4 separate regions of the Mus musculus genome follow, and regions 1, 2 and 3 are each linked to region 4. The links are chromatin contacts, called in public Hi-C and HiChIP or PLAC-seq maps. All regions are on one chromosome and are shown on one strand. The core of a region is the stretch at or near the end of the contact, and the rest is flanking DNA. Distances in the headings are between cores, read along the strand shown.

Region 1 (3,151 bases), core at 489-2,988, 350 kb before region 4:
TAAGACGGGAGGAGTCCATTGAGCCAGGGGCCGAGCAAGCATGAGCGACATCGTCACATCCAGCTACAGAAATGGTGCAAGATGAGGTTTGGGAAGCTCTGCCCGCAGAGAGGGGCAGGGTAGCAATAGAGAAGGTGTCTGGGGGAGCTTCCTCCTTGAATACAAAGGATGCTTGGCTGACACATGGGCAGCCCCAAGGGAGGCTGTAGAAATGCCCAGTTGTCATGGGAATGTGGCTGCACTGGCTTCTGGAGTCAAGGTGTTTTTAACGAGGGTGCCGGTTCTGAGCCAGGCACCTTGAACTGTCTCTTCGCTATAGCCGCTCTCGATCTGATAGGGCCCTTCTCTCCTTTGAGGATTGTAATAACCTCACTTCTGTTTCTGGGCTGGGCTGTCTCATTTTGCAGTAGGAACTGATAAAATACAGTCTCTTCTGGCAAAATCTCCTTTAACCTCTGGGAAGGAAATGCATATGAAAAGGTTATGAATGAAGTATGGGGGCTCTGGGGTGTGACTTAGAGGTAGAGTGCTTGGTGTATACAAGGCCCTGGGCATCCCTCCCCACAAACACAGGTAGGCTACAGGTGGAATGTGATGAGCCAGACCAAGTAGGGGCTTTCTGCAAGTCTCAACCATCTACAGTCTTCCTTGGGACATCAGCGAAAACTGGGACCAAGGAGCTGGGGAGATAGCTCAGTCCGGCAAGCAAGGGGACCTAAAACTGAACCCCCAAATCCAGGTGCTGTGACTCATGCTTGTAGTTCTAGTACTGGCAAGGCAGACACAGGCAGGCAACTTGCAGGAGGCCAACCTAGCCCAGCTAGTGAGTCAGTCTCGGGACCAGTGAGAGACCTGGTCTCAAAACAGAAGGCGGGGCTGGAGAGATGGCTCAATAGTCAAGAGCACCTGCTTCGCAGTCCCCATACCAGGCACCTCCAAACTGGCGGTAGGTCCAGCTCCAGGGAGTCATATGCTTTCTGTTGGCCTTTTCAGGCACTGCACCTATGTGCTCAAGGCTGTTCACAGCCGCACACACATAGTTTATAAAGTAAATAAAAGACAAGGTGTATAGCGCCTGAGGCACAACATCAAGGTTGACCTTTGACATCCGCATGCACGTGAACGTGCAAGTTTCTCTCTTGTGCTTTCTCTTGCTCTCTCTCTCTCTCAGGAATTGAGTCCAAGAGAGAAAAAGGAAAAAGACAGGAGCAGGGAGATCCACTGGATTCACTGGAAACGGCAGTGACACCGGCTCAACCATACAGAGTTCCAGCCACATCTGACACGAGACGACAGGTCTAGCCTATGCTCAAATAAGGTAGGAAAGCCCACAGCTTAGCTGCAGGAGAGGAGGACTGTCCCAGCCTGCTCATCTGAGTCGGGCAGGGTAGAGGAGCGCGCCTCAGGAAATGTCAGGCTGAGCCCTTGCCTCCTGTGTATGGGCAGCCCCATCTCTACCTCCCAGCACCCCCTTCCTCTCCTGTAGGACGGAAGTGGATTCCAGAGCCTGTCCCCAGGAACCCCTTCTGCTTGTGGGTGGGTTGGGTCTTTGAGTCGGACGTTCCCATTGTTGATGGTTGCTCCTGATTTGAGGTTTGCATTCTGCCTAGGGGATGGCGCCAGGTTTACACTGCGGCAGCCTGGCAGGGCTGCCCCTCCTCCGTAACCATTGCCAGCTACTCACCCTCACAGTGCCTTGTGACAGCCCTGGCTGCCCGGAGCTGCTCAGCCGAGCAGGTTGCCATGGAGACGAGCCCGTGTAGGCTTCCCCATCAGTTTGCCAGCAACTTTTCAAGAAGGCTTGGGAGCCCCGGGGTTCCTGTGCAGGCGCAGGCGGTGAGCAGCATGGAGAGGCACTGGGAATGAGAGAGGGGTCAGAGGTCATCACAAACCTCTGTGTGTTGTATAAGTCTCATTTCGATCCTGCCGTGAGGATTATCTGCTTGGTCGGGTGAGGGACAAGTAGTAGGGGGTGTTCTGGACCCCAGACTGTAGGTGCTAGGGAGACTCCTCATGCTTGGAAGAGTTGGGGGTAGAGGCTGTGCAGTTTTCTTTGCCGCGCTGGAGTTTATCTGCTACTTCGGCTTCATCCAGGGGTGGAATAGGAGAGGCTAGGGGCTCTGGAGGGCTCCTCTTCCCTGAATGGACTAAGGTCCTCACTGGTGGAATCTGTTATCGCAGGTGCAGGAAGCTGGAGAAGGGACTGATGTTTTGATTCCTCTTGCTCTCATGTCCCCTTCCCCTTCTGCCATGAAGAACAGCTCCTTCCAGACGCTGCTGGCTCCCTTGGGCTTCCCAGCCCGCAGAACCATGCAGCCAATAAGCATCGACTGCATATGAGTTGCTCAGCCGGGGGTATTTTGTTATCGAGGCAGAATTAGAATATGGACCAAAACCTTGTGTGTCTCAGGTAAGGTTATGGTGTGGGCACAGCACACAGTTGGGGTCATTATGCTTAAGGGAGCCCACAGTCCAGCGTGGCACGACCAGGAGACTGATGGGGACGGGTGCTGAGGCTGGGCTGCCTACAGACACTTTTGATTTTTAAAGGTGATTTAGTCTTATGATCTCTCTCTCTCTCTCTCCCTCTCTCTCTCTCTCCTCTCTTTCTCTCTGTGTGTGTATAGTTGAGTGTGTATACCCGAGGAGGCCAGAGATGTCAGATCCCCCCTAGAGCAGGAGTAACAGTGCTTGTAAGCTGCCTGACACAGGTTCTGGACCTTCTGATGAGCAGTCCACATTCTATAACAGCAAAGCTGTCTCTCCAGTTCCCCAGACACGTTTTATATTGCTGGTGGCTGAGTTTGTGTACACTTTAAAATTCGACGAGGAAGTGGGGTGGGGCTTGAGCAGGGGGATGCCATCGCATCACGGGTGTGTGGACACAGTAGGGGGCAGGGTAACATGGCCTGACACAAGCCATGTAAGCCACGCATGGAGTCAGAGAGCTAAATGGCACACGGGAGCCAAAGGCGTCCTGGGAACCACACTTCAGTGGGGATAGTTGCTTAGGAGCAAGTGAACAGCGCTCACTGAGGCTGGAAATGGATCTTGTACTGGGCAGCAGACCCAGGGCCTGAGCAAGCCAGACAAGCACTCTACCACTGAGTACACCGTACACCTTGGTTTTCTATGTAGAAGTTGTGTGTAA
Region 2 (2,757 bases), core at 111-2,610, 330 kb before region 4:
TGATAGTGTTGACAACAGTGGTGATGGTGGGGATGTGGTGATGGTGGGGATGGTGGTGATGGTGGTGATGGTGGGGATGGTGGGGATGGTGGGGATGAAGGTGATGATGATGATGGTGGTGATGGTGATAATGATGATGATGGCTAATGGGTGGTGATTCAGGTGATGGTGGATATGATGGTGCTGGTGCTGGTAGTGATGACCTGACTTTTCCTCCATAGCACTAATGATGATGGTGATGATAGCAGTGGTGATGGTCATGATGATGGTGGTGGTGACAGTGATAATGAAGACGGTGACAGGAATAAGATTTCTCATCTTAATCAAAGAAATCATTGAGGTGGGTGATTATACACTTCTCTTGCTGAGAAACTATGGCTCAGGGTAGTCCTATAACTGCAGGAAGACGCATCCAAGTTTGTCCTCAGACTTGCAGGAGCCCCAAGCCCCAGTCCTCCTGACTTCCATCGCTCTGCCCTGGCCGCTGTGTCCCCAGGGCTCTCCAGGGACAAGTTTCCTCCCCGTTCTGTGCCTTGCAGTCTGCAGACTGGCTAGCTGCTCCACTCCACGCTGGGCTGTGAGGACCGTGTGAGGCTGGTTTCTCTTTTAGCTTCCTTCCAGGCAAGATGTAGCGAGGGCCCTGAGGGAGCACCCCCATCTCTCTCCTTGCTTCCCCCCTCATTTCCCAAAGGCCAAACTGGGCAGGCTTGGCTCCGGCTATGTTACCATTTGTGGAGGCAGCCCTACTTCAATCATGAACAGTGTTGGGGTATCACATCCTTTGGCCTTGGTCAACTTTAAGGACAGTCAGTGCACTGAACCTCTGAACCATCTCAAAGACTTACCAGACTCCACCTCTACAGCACTGGGGTCTCGAACTCAGGTCCTCACACCTCAGTACCAAGTAAGTGCTTTAACTCCTCCCCCAGCATTCAACTCAAGTTCCCCATTTGTGACCCCAGCTCCTCTAGCACCATCTACAGCCTGGGGACCCAGGCTTGGCCTCTCCCTGGGTTCTATTCCCCGTTGTCACATCAGGGTTTTCCTGACAGCACACAGCCTGTTCTTGGCTCCCGATAGCAGCATCTGATAGCAGCATCTCCGCTGCCCATCGCCATGGCTTTCCCAGGATTTTCCTCCAGCTGCAGCCCACGGCTGGGTGGAGTCTGTACTCAGACAGAGCTCGTTTAATGAATTAGCTGAATAAATTAATTTGAGGTTCATTTTTCCCAGGCCTCTTGCTTGGGTAGGGAAGCCACCTCCTTGACCTGTGGGGTGAGGCCCCTCGAGGTGGGACAGGACAGGCACATTAAGCCCTGCCTGGATTCCATTAAGTCTCTGGGCAGGGAAGGGGGTGGTGAATGTGGAGCAGCCCAGGGAGCTGTGCCTGTTTAAGGTTAGAAACGAGAGGGGCAGGCTCTGCGGCTAATAGTTCTTGCCCATTAATCACAGTCGGCTGCGGCTGGGTCTCCGTAGAATGTGTTAATTTGGTAATTACCAAGGAGGGGGAGGCTGCTTGAACTCTCGGCCTTTGTCATTATTTTTTTTTTTAAACTGAAATATGAAATCCAGACGGAAGAGCAGGGAGTCTGGTAGATTTAAGTTAGGTAGAGCCCAGCCTGTCCTCAGTGCCTGCTTCTTCTAAGTTGTCTCACTGTCTTCCCCCAGATGTCCCCAGTGCCTCTGGTTTCTGACCCAACACAGGAACTCAGGAGCCGCCATACCCTGGGTTTTGAGTTTGTGATCTCAGAACTGGAATGTCACTCTCAACTGTTTCTTGAGGAGACAGAAGCTGAGTCCATACTTGTAACAAATACCACAACAGCTCAGACTCTGAGCCTCCAGGCTGATGTGCCCTGGGGTCCCTTATTCCTTTCACCACTGTTCTGTTGTCCCTGCTCCCATCTTCCTCTCCTGACCATCCCTCCACCCAGTCACAGCTCAGGCCCCACCCAAGTCATCCTGTGTGACCCCCAGGCTCCAGAGCAGTTTGTGTGCCGCCCCCCAACCCTCATACTGGGTCTTTGTGATGTCTGAGAAGCAAAGCCACAAAGCCAGGCCATACCTGGAACTGAGAATCTGTCTCCTTCCTTAGCACATCCTACCCTGCATTCTCTGGAGTCTGGGTGAACACTTTGATCTGAAGAGCCTCTCAAGTACTGTCACCCTTCAGCCAGGCTCTGTCCCTTCAGATACCCTCCCTCACTTGGGGTGTAGATACTGGGACACAAGGATCCTGCTAAGACCTCAGAGAAGGCTGGTGGTAGAGTGGGTTAAATGTTTGACTTAAGTGCAGGAGGCCTCCTTGGGTTCAATCCCCAGCACTAATAAAAGCCAGGTGTGGAAGCACTTGTCACTATGACTACATAGTAAGTTTGAGGCCAGCTTGAGATAGACACATGGGTTGAGGAGAAAGATGGCTGAGATGACCTCCTTTCTTCGAAGCCTGAGGACACAGGTAAAAAGCCAAGTGGACACAAAGTGTCTGTGTCCCCAGCACTGAGACTGAGGGAGCCTGGGCACTCACTGACCAAGCCACTTAATTAGCTATAAGCTCAGGGAGAGACCCTGCCTTAAGAGATAAGGTAGAGGGCTGGTGAGAGGGCTCCTCAGCTAAAGGTGCTCACTGACAAGCCTGAGGATCTGACTTTGATCCCTCAGAGACAACTGGTAAAAGGAAAGGTCACTTGTCCCCTGACCTCCACACATTCAAAGCAACACGCCTCCCCTGACCCCCCCAAAAAAAAAACCCTGAAA
Region 3 (2,972 bases), core at 135-2,634, 300 kb after region 4:
GGGTTTGGGGCAAGCGGCTAGGCCTGGTTCGTGAGGACCTCCAAAGTCGGGCCTTGGCCTAGGGCTCTGCAGGTGGGGTCTCAAGCTGATCTGAGATTGGAGGCCAGCCTTGGAGGACCTCAGAGCCCGTTGTCTATCCAGTCTGTCGGGCACCAGGACTGCTGGGGCTCCTGTTTGAAACACAGAGCCCTGCGGGTGAGTTTAAAAGCTTGGGGTGTTGACATGGCCCCCACCCTGTACCCCCTTTGCCTTGGATTCCCCATTGCTGTTCTGTGCCGGGTTAGGGAATTCCCTGGACACACAACCACTCCTTCCCCATCCGCTCTGGCTGGTTAGTTTATACTGAGATACTGCCGTGTTCTTCAAAGCCCAGAGTGCTTCATTCTCTTCTGTCAAGTTCACCTGACTGGCCTGAGGCCACCTCTGCACAGAGCTCCAGCTTGGGGAAGGGTTTCTCCCTACATGGATTATCTAGTGAACGCCAACCGATGCATGGAGATATTGTAACTTAGTTCTTGAAGCCCACAGCTGAGTTCCAGCCGGTTGCAGGCAGCCAACTGTTCAAACCATGTTCAGATAAGGCAGAGCAGCTGTGATCAATCCAGCTGTCTGTATTCTGCACTTCCTTTCCTTGAGACTATAAATACAGCCTGCTGGGGGGTGGGTGGGGGTGGGTGTGGGTGTGGGGGTGTGGGGGTGTGGGTGTGTGGGTGTGGGTGTGGGTGTGTGTGTGTGTGGGTGGCAGGCAGAGGGAGGGTCGTTGGACATTCTGTACCATTTTGGTCTAGTTTGCTGCCAAACAGTACAATCTCAAAGCCAACTAAGGGTTATCAAATATTCTCTCTCTCCCCTTCTCTGTCTTACAAAACAAAGTCTTAATCTATAGTCCTGACTAACCTAGAGGTTGTTCTATAGACCAGGCTGGCCTTGAACTTGTGGCAATCCTCCTGGGTTCATATCACAAAGTGGCAGGAGTTATAGGCATGAGCTACCACACCCAAAGTAGCTCTCTACGTTAGCATCCCCAGGCCGAATCAGTTATACCTCCCTGTATGGGACCCTTACTGTCCCCTCTGTGTGTAAGGGCCCCTGGGAGCCAGGGCAGGGCATCTGAGGCCTCACTGTGTCACCTCCCTGCCCAGTGCTTGGCTGTTGGGGTGGTCAGACAGGAGGGTCTCTGGTGACTGAGATGCCAGGAAAACTGGGCACAACTCCGGGTCCCCCACTGACCCAGAGACTAAGCAGAAGGGCCCTACCTGTACAGCAATCACAGACAAGACCTCCACCGAGATCCGGTTAAACTCATCAAAGCAACCCCAGGCTCCCGTCTGTGCCAGGCCCTTGTAGATGTTTCCACAGGACTACAAAGGGAAAGTCAGATCAGAGAGAGGGAGTGGCCCCCAGAGGCCTGCAGGAAGCAGGTGTCTGGAGACAGCGCCCTTGTACACCTGACCCGCAGGGTCCCAGCGTTTTTTCTAAGCGAACATCAAGTTAAGAAATCCCCCAATCCCTACCCCTGTCTTCTCATTTTATGCACATGGAGGAAGGGATCCTCTGAGGTGGGCTGGGGCTCCAGGAAGATCTTTTCGTGTGACTATGCCATTTTGTCCCCTGCAGGGTCAGCAACACACCCATGGAGTTCACACAGAAGTCCTTCTAGGATCAATAGACTTCACTTTTCTAGGGCCCCTGAGGGGGACACGCTGGTATGACCTTCAGTCAGCAGGGGTCTTGGCCACTGTCCTCAGTCTCAGGATGGGACCACTAGGCTGTGGGGCTCGTCCAACGGGAGGGCGCCCCAACTCCTCCCTTTTATGCTGGGACTGTTACTGTCAGAGTCCCTCCCCTCCTGTTTAGTCCTCTGAGAAGACATGACCCTGCAGCTGATGGACCTGTCCTTGTCCCCTTCAGAGTTCACCCGGTGGCCACTACTTTCACCCTAACCCCACACTGAACGCCAATCAGGTACTCCTACCTGTGTGTGTGTCTCTATTCATAGGGGACAGTCATGGAACTGCCGGGACCTCTACCTCCACAAGTGCTAGTGGGTACTCTGGGTGTACATGCTCTTGGGTGGGGACCCGCAGCCCTGGCCACATACCTTGTAGTCCATCTGCTCTGAGCAGTTGAAGACATACACCATGGTGCCCAGGGCTCTGCCCAGGTCCTTGGTTGTCTCCGTCTTGCCCGTGCCAGCAGGGCCTGCAGGGGCTCCGCCCATGATCAGGTGGAGGGACTGCGTGAGCGTGATGTAGCACCTACAGAGGACCTTGATTGACCTGGGGCACTGTGACCCTGTGACCCACACCCCACTGTGCTCTGCTCGGCTTACTGTGGGGCCGCTGTACTCACTTGGGCCCAGAGACCAAAGTCAGAGCTGGTGTGTATGTGTGCATGTGTGTGTGTGGGTGGGGGGGGGTGGTCACTGTGCTGAGGGACAGGGGTGGGTGCAAGACATGGCCCTCCTGTGGGTTTGGGGGACGGACTCTGGGGACTCGTCAGACACATGCTGAGGGTGTCTTGGGCAGCCTCTGGGCTGAGTGGTTTTATTATCTTGTAATTGATTCAGTCCCTGCACACTCATGAGGGCTCCTGTAGCTCTCTCCCTGTTCTGCAGACCTCAGGGAGGTGAAGCCACTCCTTGGGGACACAGCCAGTGAAGGACCAAGAGCTCAGCCTAAAGCAGGGCTCCTGCCTGGCCCCCAAGACCTGAAGTCTGCATGTAGATCTGTGACCTGGCCCCAAGTTATTTCTGATTGGTAAATAAAGATGCCAACAGCCAATAGCTGGGTAGAAGAGACATAGGTGGGGTTTAGGTTTTCCAGGTTTGGGGGTCAGAGTAGATGAATAGGAGGAGGAGGAGGGAGGGAGAGGGAGGGGGAGGGAGGAGGAGGAAGAGGAGGAGGAGGCGGCAGCGGCTGAGGCCACTATGGGTTAGGTGAACCATAAAAAAGGTGGCCCTGAGGGCTGAC
Region 4 (3,006 bases), core at 411-2,910:
GGCAGCTGGAGGTAGCCTCACCGCCCGCCCACGTGGCACCGGGCCCCAAAGGTCACGTGACTCGTTCCTGCCTACCGGTAGGACCCGCCCATCCAAAACAGTGCCCTGTGCAAGCCAGCCTCAGACTCCACCCCAGCACTCCACCCTCAAGTCTGAGTAAAGTAGGCGTGTCCCACCCACTATTTGGATGTATACAACCCCTAGGTGGAGTCACTAATATTCCTCTTGAGTTTCTAAAGAGGGACGGCATTTCCACGTCCCGGGGTCACTTACCAGTCCCTAGCCTTCCCACGCGGGATTGAGTAATCGCCTCCTCCCAGCCTGGTTAACTGTTCTTTATCAGAGGCTGAGCAAACGAGTTACTGCCCGCTCCGCCCTGGGCGTGGTGTCTGTTTCTAAAGCTAGGGTTAAACTGCTTCCTGCTGTGCCAAGACAGTCAAAGACCTTTCTATTTCACAGATGAGGAAATTGAACCCGAGAAAGTGTCACCAGCCTCCAGGTGTCACCAGCTGGAGCAAGGAACCTGGCCACCAAGATGCTCCATAGAACCGCTTCCCCCAAGTTACAGACAGGGTGACCGGTGACCGTGAGAAGTAGAAGGGAAAAACAAGTCCCCTCCTACACACGAAGGTTAACAGACCCCAGGAAACGTGTGGGATACCGGAAGGAGATGAAGCCTGAGGGGGGAGGGCGACGCTTCTTCGCAGCTGTCTCTCCGTGCCTGGGTGGGTTTACCAAGCGGCGCCTTGGCACCGGAAGTCTTGGTCTGCAGACCCAGCCCTCCTCAGCCCCTAGTTGACTCCTTGCTCTTACTCTGAATTTTGCACGACTTTGGCCCAATTTGAAAGCCATTTCCTGGGGCGCCTTCCTGTGTGAACTTGTTGGGAGTACAGAGCCTGTGGGCAGGGACACAGGCGGAGACTCAGAATCCAGAGCTGAGACAACAAGGTTTTAAAAGAGGTGAACAGGGAGGAAAGGCTAGGGCTCCCAGAACTGGGAACTGGCCAAGATGACTCCTAAAGGTCTAGTCAGTGGATGACGAGTGACGTGCTTGAAGAAGCTGCTTCCTCAGCTCTTAGGTTGGGCTTGGTGCCAGAGCCTGGCCAGGGCATAGCAACAGGGAGGGCAGTGCCTGCCCTTAAGGCGGTCAGTTCAAAAATAACCTGCCAGCCAGTCATAGTGACACAGGCCTTTCTTTAATCCCAGCCTTGGGCAAGTGTCTCTGTGAGTTCAAGGCCAGCCTGCTCTACATGATGAATTCCAAGACAATCAGAGTTACACAGTGAGACCCTGTCTTGAAATAGAACAAAAAGCAAAGAACAAAGCGCCAGGGATCCGGAGAGGCAGCAGCTCCAGTGCTGAGACCATCCACCCATCACTAGCCTGCTCTCTGGGGCGACTGCGGACCGCAGATAAGGGTCCCCGCACCAGGACACGCCTAAGGGCTGGCGGCCAGGAAGGGGGCTTGCAGGAGTGGGAGCACAGAAAAGCAGGTCGGCCTGGTGCCACCCGCGCCTCTCACCTGTGCCCGTGACCCTCCAGGTCGGGAAGTGCACGCAGAGGCAGAGGAAACTGTGAGGAAGGAAGGCGGGAGTGGGTGGAGGGGAGGAGACGCGGTGGGCCCCCACCCCCGGGGTTCCTGTCACGTGACCCCCACCCCACTCCCTCACCACCCTGCCTGGTGTGTCAAGAGCTGGTCTTAGGAGGGGGCTCTTCGGGGAGCTTGGTCCCTTGCCTCTTTGTGAGCTGCTTGCCTTGTGACAATAAGGACGGTGAGAGGGGGAAGAAGGCCAGGGCTATTGCTTCCTTCCGGATGGTTTGGGGGGGGGGGTGTCTTTTCTTTTCTCATGATTGGGGATGTAGCCACGCCTTCTATTCTGGGTCCCTTGAGAAGACCAGAGCAGACCCAGCCTGGACAAAACACACAGAATGGGGCGGGCAGTGACGGTGCTCGCCTTTAATCCCAGCACTTGGGAGTCAGAGACAAGCAGATTTCTGAGTTCAAGGCCAGCCTGGTCTACAGAGTGAATTCTAGGACAGCCAGGGCTACACAGAGAAACCCTGTCTCAAAAAAACAAAACAAACACACACAGAGAGAACGGAGCCCTAGTACATCCAGAGCTGGGGTGTTGCAGGAAGCTAAATTCTAGGAGCTGTCGGGGGTTCGGGACAGGAGTGACCTCCCAAAAGCCAATCAGCACATGGGAAAAGATTGTGTTTTTCTAAAGCGTAAGGTAAGGTTTAGGACAGACAGCCTTTGCCCGCGGCTTCTCTCTCCTCATATCCTGGAGGCCTTTCACCGTGCTTGGCAGTTGAAGACTAAGGCCTTGGTCAGTGGGTCTGTTTGAGAGGTGGAGTGGGGCAGCCCCGGCTTCGACCACAGCAGGCTTCTTTTCACTGTGGACACTGGCAGGGCCAAGGTGGAGCTCCTGCGAGCAAGGATCTTGCCTGTCTGTCCCGCGCGCCCACTGGGATGTTTCGCCAGTGGTCGGTGCAGTCAGGACCAGCCCCACGAAGGCCTGAATCCCAGGCGGCCTCGGAGGAGCTGTGGGAGCAAGAAGTGGAGCGGCTATGCGCCTCCCGGACGCCTGTGCGGATGCTGCCTTACGCCATGGCAGACAAGCGCTTCATCCGGTGGGTGCCGCTCGGCTACTCTGGACGAGCTGCGCAGGGGTGGGGTGGGGGTGGGGGGCCTCCGGAGGATGCATCTGTCAGATGGATTACTCAAGGGCGCCCCCCTGTCACCACGGTCCTGCAGGGAACTGCGGGAGCCCGAGGGAGTGAAGACCACCTTCTGGCAGCGGTGGCATCGCCCGAGGCGGGTGGCGCGACAACACCTGAGGGAGGCAGAGCAACGGCTGGCCCGCGGCTTCGGTCTCTGGGAGGGAGCTCTCTACGAGATTGGGGGTAGGATCCCATGCCGACCCATATTTCCCACCTTCCTCATCAGCCCCTCCATCCTTGTACACCCCTCGGATTCCTCCTGTGCACACCTAGCTGGGTTAC

Evidence for each region. Hi-C and Micro-C count contacts between places; a contact is called where the count stands out from the background. HiChIP or PLAC-seq counts read pairs in DNA pulled down with a chosen protein or histone mark.
Region 1: an H3K4me3 HiChIP or PLAC-seq map of forebrain shows a contact between it and region 4, with 2.9 times the contacts expected there. The contact joins the enhancer-like site here to the promoter of Tmc8 in region 4. A contact is called at or near these places in 2 of 39 promoter capture datasets (cranial neural crest and hippocampal neurons), 8 of 115 datasets of contacts at active chromatin or transcription factors (embryonic basal ganglia, embryonic midbrain, embryonic stem cells and 4 more) and 3 of 9 other capture datasets (adipose tissue, embryonic stem cells and pancreatic islet).
Region 2: a contact with region 4 is called in a Hi-C map of the N1E-115 cell line, with 3 times the contacts expected there. The contact joins the enhancer-like site here to the promoter of Tmc8 in region 4. A contact is called at or near these places in 2 of 39 promoter capture datasets (embryonic stem cells and hippocampal neurons), 1 of 484 Hi-C or Micro-C datasets (the N1E-115 cell line), 4 of 115 datasets of contacts at active chromatin or transcription factors (double positive thymocytes, embryonic basal ganglia, embryonic stem cells and 1 more) and 2 of 9 other capture datasets (adipose tissue and embryonic stem cells).
Region 3: a contact with region 4 is called in an H3K27ac HiChIP or PLAC-seq map of T-cell acute lymphoblastic leukemia, with 3 times the contacts expected there. The contact joins the enhancer-like site here to the promoter of Tmc8 in region 4. A contact is called at or near these places in 5 of 484 Hi-C or Micro-C datasets (B cells, the HL-1 cell line, embryonic stem cells and 2 more), 7 of 115 datasets of contacts at active chromatin or transcription factors (T-cell acute lymphoblastic leukemia, bone marrow-derived macrophages, embryonic stem cells and 2 more) and 2 of 9 other capture datasets (embryonic stem cells and liver).

The regions. Positions count from the first base shown.
Region 1 is chr11:117,435,178-117,438,328 of GRCm38.p6, forward strand. Gm11732 (predicted gene 11732) reads left to right here. Exons shown (of 5, transcript NR_166733.1): 2 at 1,172-1,318; 3 at 1,611-1,836; 4 at 2,182-2,410; 5 at 2,628-3,151. Among named protein-coding and RNA genes, the nearest start is that of Gm11732, 11 kb to the left of the region's middle. Within about 2 kb of position 1,739, at least 70 of the 459 cell types and tissues checked have an H3K27ac peak or open chromatin away from gene starts, as enhancers often do. A contact at or near this core is called in forebrain and neural tube, where this site is marked.
Region 2 is chr11:117,453,006-117,455,762 of GRCm38.p6, forward strand. No RefSeq gene overlaps it. Among named protein-coding and RNA genes, the nearest start is that of Gm46264, 9.3 kb to the right of the region's middle. Within about 2 kb of position 1,361, at least 13 of the 459 cell types and tissues checked have an H3K27ac peak or open chromatin away from gene starts, as enhancers often do. A contact at or near this core is called in the N1E-115 cell line, where this site is marked.
Region 3 is chr11:118,084,812-118,087,783 of GRCm38.p6, forward strand. It overlaps Dnah17 (dynein, axonemal, heavy chain 17), which reads right to left. Exons shown (of 81, transcript NM_001167746.1): 36 at 2,102-2,258; 37 at 1,257-1,361. Among named protein-coding and RNA genes, the nearest start is that of Dnah17, 43 kb to the right of the region's middle. Within about 2 kb of position 1,385, at least 10 of the 459 cell types and tissues checked have an H3K27ac peak or open chromatin away from gene starts, as enhancers often do. A contact at or near this core is called in T-cell acute lymphoblastic leukemia, where this site is marked.
Region 4 is chr11:117,780,637-117,783,642 of GRCm38.p6, forward strand. Tmc8 (transmembrane channel-like gene family 8) reads left to right here and starts at 1,661. Exons shown (of 16, transcript NM_181856.2): 1 at 1,661-1,772; 2 at 2,414-2,634; 3 at 2,759-2,907. The coding sequence starts at 2,474. It overlaps Gm11723 (a long non-coding RNA gene), which reads right to left. Exons shown (of 3, transcript XR_003949820.1): 3 at 2,019-2,837. Tmc6 (transmembrane channel-like gene family 6) reads right to left here and starts at 56. Exons shown (of 20, transcript NM_145439.3): 1 at 1-56.